Linked DNA regions of Mus musculus: region 1 is linked to region 2. Evidence: chromatin contacts called from public HiChIP or PLAC-seq data. All regions are on one chromosome and are shown on one strand. The core of a region is the stretch at or near the end of the contact, and the rest is flanking DNA. Distances in the headings are between cores, read along the strand shown. Region 1 has its middle 23 kb from the start of Fignl1. Region 2 has its middle 35 kb from the start of Gm11998.

What was found. HiChIP or PLAC-seq counts read pairs in DNA pulled down with a chosen protein or histone mark.
Region 1: an H3K4me3 HiChIP or PLAC-seq map of the SCID.adh cell line shows a contact between it and region 2, with 8 read pairs. The contact joins two enhancer-like sites. A contact is called at or near these places in 3 of 15 datasets of contacts at CTCF or cohesin (CD8 T cells, the NIH/3T3 cell line and embryonic stem cells), 2 of 484 Hi-C or Micro-C datasets (bone marrow-derived macrophages and embryonic stem cells), 13 of 115 datasets of contacts at active chromatin or transcription factors (the 230-238 cell line, CD8 T cells, the SCID.adh cell line and 8 more) and 1 of 9 other capture datasets (macrophages).

Annotation. Positions count from the first base shown.
Region 1 is chr11:11,784,371-11,787,470 of GRCm38.p6, reverse strand. No RefSeq gene overlaps it. Among named protein-coding and RNA genes, the nearest start is that of Fignl1, 23 kb to the left of the region's middle. Within about 2 kb of position 1,795, at least 17 of the 459 cell types and tissues checked have an H3K27ac peak or open chromatin away from gene starts, as enhancers often do. A contact at or near this core is called in the SCID.adh cell line, where this site is marked.
Region 2 is chr11:11,520,748-11,523,680 of GRCm38.p6, reverse strand. No RefSeq gene overlaps it. Among named protein-coding and RNA genes, the nearest start is that of Gm11998, 35 kb to the left of the region's middle. Within about 2 kb of position 1,675, at least 95 of the 459 cell types and tissues checked have an H3K27ac peak or open chromatin away from gene starts, as enhancers often do. A contact at or near this core is called in the SCID.adh cell line, where this site is marked.

The sequences.
Region 1 (3,100 bases), core at 546-3,045, 260 kb before region 2:
CCCTGGAGTTCCCTTTTCCATAAATAAATTGCTTTATCCTAATGGTACTGTTGTCCCCCCTACCCACCTGAGTCAGGGTTTCTCTGTGTAGCTCTGCCTGTCCTGAAGCTCTCTTTGTAGACCAGGATGGCCTCCAACTGGGATATCCTCCACCTTTTACCTCCTGAGCACTGCAATTAAGGGCGTGTGCCCCCACAGCCAGCTTGACACTGTTTTTACTTGACGGTAAGTTGTGTTTATTGGACTACAGTGTTCCTTCCAGTATCCTCTGCAGAGCTGGCTTTGTGATCATGTCTTCCTTTAATGTTTTTTTTTTTTCATAGAAAGTTTTAGAAAGTGTTTTATATTCTTTAATTAGATTATAAATTAGTGGACTTCTATAAGGCTTCTTCATGCATCCTTCTCCCCATCACCCTGTTCCCATCCCTACTTGAAACTTTAACTATCCCCCTGTTCTCTTATGTTGTCCTAGGCCTATTATCTCTCTGATTTTATATTATATATAATATATAACATGCATATACATATATATTACATGTATACTTTTTGAAATGGGATCTCACTATGGAGTCCTAGCTATCCTGAAACGTGTTATATAGACCAGGCTGGCCAAAAACTCACACAGATCCTCCTGTGTTATATAGATCAGGCTGGCCAAAAACTCACATGGATCCTCCTATCTCTGCCTTCCAAGGCCTAGATTAAAGGTATGCACCATCACACTGGGCTTAATGGTATTCTTTTACTTGATCCATAAAGCCACAGATTTCCATATGGCTTCTACATACATCCTTCATTTTGGTGACGTTTAAGTGTCTGGTGGCATAGGCCTGTAATTTACAGTTGCTTGTTAGGCTAAGGAAGGGTGACTGCTTCACTTGTGACAATGCAGCTCAGGTAATAAGATGCTTAAAGCCCAGGTGCCATGCCTAACACCACACTCCTTCTATTTGCCGGGTGTTAGATTTCCAGCAGATGGGTTTCTCCTGCAGGTTGTCTCTCTAGTGGTGACATGTGCTTTGAATCCAGTCTGAGTGAACTGTTCTCTTCCAGGCCAGGGGGGTATGGTGGGAGTGTGGAGATGTGGGAGGGAGGGAGTGGCCAGCTCATTCAGCAAACACAAGCTTAAGGGCTCTGTGGAAGCACAGTCCTTAGCACAGAGACACTTCACTGCATTACCCTTGCTGGGGATTGCACCAGCACTGCCTTCATACCCTGAGAGCCATAGCCAGAATGTATTCATTGTGTTTTGGTCCATGAAAGGGGTGAGGGTCTTATAGGCTACACAGGTACTCCCTGCAGACCACAGGCTATCTAGGTACAGGCTTGGGGTTAGGGTGTTCTGAGTGTGAGAATGGCTGTGACTTTCTCAAATCCCTTTGCTGCAGGGACCTTGAGAAACGGGGTGTCATTCAGGGGACTGTGCAGGATGGCCATACTAGGAGGGCTTGGGCCTTAGGATGGAAGCTTCCAGAGCTCCTTCCTGCCCACCTCTGCAGCCCAGTGGAGCCAGAATGCTCTGTGGAAGGACCTGCTGCTGACTGTAGTCAGTGTGTGTTGCACTTGGTTGCTTGTCTTCAAGCAGAGCTGCCAGGACAGCTGAAGTTGCTGGGACAGAAGGAGAGCTGCAATGCAAATACCTCTGGGAGGCCCGTGGAGTCCACAGAGTGAATGTGTGGAAATCGTGGCTTTCACAAAGAACATTTCTCTAGCTGCAGAGGAAATTAGGCAAGCGGTTTCTCTAGGAGAAGCAGAAGCAAGTGGAAAGTGATTTGCCTTCCTTTCCTCTTTCTCCCCCGGGAGGAGGATGATCCTGCAAGAACTGCCTAAGAGGCCTTTGCTTCCCTGTTTCTACAGATCCCACCCTCTGCCTGCTGGCCATTAGAGTTTCTCTTTTGCAGGTTGCTAGCTGGTGGGAGGGACTGGAGGTCACAGGAACCCACCAGGGCTCTGATGCAGCACTCTGAGCTTCCAGGGTCACCTCCACCATCAGCACTTCGAGTGGGACTGGCGTGAAGCAGAGGACCTTAAGCAAGGGCCATTTTCCTCCCAGGCAGAGTAAAAGGTCTATTCGCAAACAGAAGCGAAAGTTGCTGCAATCTTTAAACAATGAGTTAGGATTAAAACAGAATACAGTAGTCCAGGATGGCTTTCTGGGAATCTTATTGCAAGGGCATGGCTTACTTTGGAAGGAAATTTGACAGGTATCCACCTTCTGTGCCATGTACTGTGCTAGACCCTGGAGAGTCCCAAGGAGCAAGGCAAACAGCTACCGATCAGCTCTACCTCACAGAACTTGCTACATGGATGGAAATGCTTCTTGTTTGTATGATCCAATGTGGATGGCAGCGAGAGCCACAGCCAGAGCCAGAGCCAAATCCAACTTATTGAACATCTAGAATGTTTGCAACCAAGAGGTTGAATTTCCAGTTCTAATTAATTTTAATTAAGTTTGAATAGCTATACTAAGTTCATGCCTATGGCACAGCATTGTTATAACAAAATTTTCTATTTGGGGAATGAAATGTTTTTCCCTGTCTTTCTGGCATCCCACGTTACAGTGATTGGATGCATAGCATCCCTGTCTCCCAGCATGAAGTAAAAAACTCAGATTGCTGTTTGCTTCTGCCAGGTGTGACTTTCCAACATTTCTGTACTTTATTTTTCCATGGCCTCAGAATATCCCAAAGCAATATATGTATATACCTTGCATGCACTATTGCTATGGTGAGAATTTATCACCCCTTGACCCCTTTTAATGCTCAGTATAATCTTGCTGACATTATCATGTGTCAGGCTGCCCACTGGGTCCTTGGGGTGGTGAAAGGTGTAGCTTCCACTAGAAGGGCGATCTTAGGTGTGAACCTCTTTTCTCTAAGGAGCAAGGGTAGTAACTCCTTTGTCACATGTTATTGTCATCGCTGCCACAAAAATATTAAGTTTTTCTCTGTGCTTGTCCCATGCAAATGTTCCTCTGATGACTGCATGTCAGTGACTTCGGGAAATCTTTCTGATCCTTCAGATGATAAGAGCTGGTTGATCCCTGGGTGAGACTCTGTAAGGAAGGCAGGGCAGTGAGCAAGGCTGAGTGATGACTTCT
Region 2 (2,933 bases), core at 426-2,925:
TCATTCACATTTTTAGAAAATATAAACTCATCCATTTACAATTACAAAATTTTAAATATTGATCAGTACTCATAAAACCAAAGAGGAAGATAAGAAAACTGCCTCTGCAGAAGACACAGGGCTGTGTCAAGGCACAGACTAACAGCAAGTTCCCTATACTTTCTCTTGCTTTTCTGCTCTCAGTTTTGGCCACTGTTGACCCAAAATTCATGGGACCCAATTTGTCCAAGACAGCTGGATTTTCTTTTGCAACTCTGAACACCTGATATTCTGGCTGACTGCAGGAAAGAGATGAACACCTGATGTTCTGGCTGACTAAAGGATAGAGAGATATAGTATTTTCTTTCACCCCTGCCTACAGATCTGAGAGGAGCTCACCGGTGGATAAACGCCATGCTCTAAAGTTGAGTTTCTTTCTAGGGCCTGAGCTGGAATGGGGGCCTTACACTCTGCGTGTGGGATCCACGGAAGCAAAAAGAAACTCAAGGATTTCCCTAGACAGCAGTTCTTCCAACAACATTGAACACCCTTAGGATGCCTTGTTTGCTTAGGCTTTAGATCTTGAAAGACAAATGTGTGACTGTTCACACTAGTCTTAGAAACATCCCATGAAAGGACTCTCGGGACATCAACCTAGAAAACAGATTTCCAGAGATTCTAGGGAGACCTTTGGCTACGTTTGTAATTGAGTGTTGACAGGATCATACGAAACCATAGCATCAGGAGCATTATTGGCCCTCCAAATCTGCCTGTTCTGTACCCAACCAACTATGTATTCAAAATATTTAGGGAAAGCTATATGAGTCTATACCCAATATCTCCTACCTTTTATGCCTTAATTACTTATTACTAATATAAAACACCTACTTATATAAAATTTGATTGTATTAGGTATTATAATCTAGGGTTGGTAGTGTACATGAGAAAGCATGGGTAGGTTATGTGTACATTCTGACATGTCATCTTAGCCACTTGAGTATGTAGAGCCTGCCATCCATAGGGTCTTGAAACAAGCCTTCCCCCAAAGATACTAAGACAGTTTGCATTTACTAGAACGCTGGCTTTGTTTTGGAGTTGCTGATCTGTGACCATTGTTTCTAGTAGGGGACTGACAATATACTGTTCAGAAACATCATCAGTTCCTCCTCCTCCCTTTATTTGAGAGTCTCTGTTTGATTTCTGCTTTGCACAGAACGCTTCCAGCCCCAGTAGTGTCCCAAAACTCATCAGTCACTCAAGAGAATCTATGGCTATGCTTTGCATGGGCAAGTTACTACGGAGGGCTATGAACTCCACCAGAGTCTGCAGCCTTGATTTGACATTCTGCAAAGTTGATTTACATGAACTCCAGTCAAATGCTGTACAACTTAGAACCCCCATAACTTGTGCCTGAGGCCCTTCCTCTCCCTTCCCTTCTCTGCTCAGATATCTCTTCCTGTGTGTCCCCACAGGGTGCTCAGTGAGTCTGCCTTTATCTTTTATCTGTGGCTCTGCCCACAGAAGACACAATGAAAACGGTCTTCCAGCACTGGAAAAATAGATTTACACCCAACATGTGTTAGCGTCTTGTTTCCAAAGTGTGAATGTGACAAAATAAAGCTGTTTCCATTACAGCCTACAGACTAGAATCAGCAGAGCTTGCCCTGGAAACCCACACAGGGTAGCCTGCAACATCTGGGGCTGGCAGGAGGAAGCCAGCCCCGCCCCAACCTGTAACCACAATAAGCAGTTTAGATAGAGGGCTACAGGGACTCTCCGTGCCAAACTTCAACAAGTGTGAGGAAATGTCCTTTACAGAGGATGAAGCAGGAAATATTTTAACAGCAATTTAGAGTATATTCAGAATCACTTATAGTGAATGAAATAAACAAGCACAATCTAAAAAAATGTGTGCATTAATTAATTAATTAATCAGTGTTAAACTGTCTTAGTATCTTTGGGGGAAGGCTTGTTTCAAGACCCTATGGATGGCAGGCTCTACATACTCAAGTGGCTAAGATGACATGTCAGAATGTACACATAACCTACCCACGCTTTCTCATGTACACTACCAACCCTAGATTATAATACTTAATTATAACCTAATTAATTAATCAGTGTTGTTTCTGAATACCATTTGGGTAGATTGAATAAGGAAGAATTTATAATGTTACAAAACTAAAACAATCAGGAGTGAAAATGATGGTAGCTGCTGAAAATATTTGCATTTTCCTGCAGTATTATAAGAATACTTTCTGGATCCCCCTAGATCCCATGCCCTGTGAGTCAGTGAGGCTCCCCCAGTTCCAAAGTAATCCATGTATTTTCATTTCCGCAAAGACAAGTACTTTTTTAGGCAAGGATATGCTACTAATGTCTACTAAATTATCCTTTATGTATATTTATTTAAAGTGTCACTGGAATCTCACTCTGTTCACCAGTGACTCCCTGGCCTGTATGTTCTCTGCCAACTGAACGGAAAGATATGCACAGTTTGTAGAATGGAAGAAAGTTTATTACAGACCCTTGTGTAGGAAATAGAATTTATTACAGAAAGAAGTGAACCACTCTTAAGGGAGAGAATGAGCAATGACCAAAGGGCTCACTGCTCAGATTTACATTATAAAGCAGGATTCCTACTGGTTATTGAACTACAGGGCAGCTTCCTGTAGGGTAGTGATAGACAGTTTCATTTACATTAACTCTTAAGGGAAGCTGCAATAGCATGTAATGGTGTATATGCTATTACATTATTATTTGTCTATTCGTATACATATACATACAGACAGACACATACATATACATGCATATACATATATGGAACATGTATGTGGAGGTCAGAGCACAGCTTGTAGGAACTGGTTCTCTCTTTCTACCGTGTATGTCCTAGGGTTGTACTCAGGACCTCAGGCTTAGTGGCCAGTCCCTTTTCCTGCTCAGGGATCTTGCTGGTC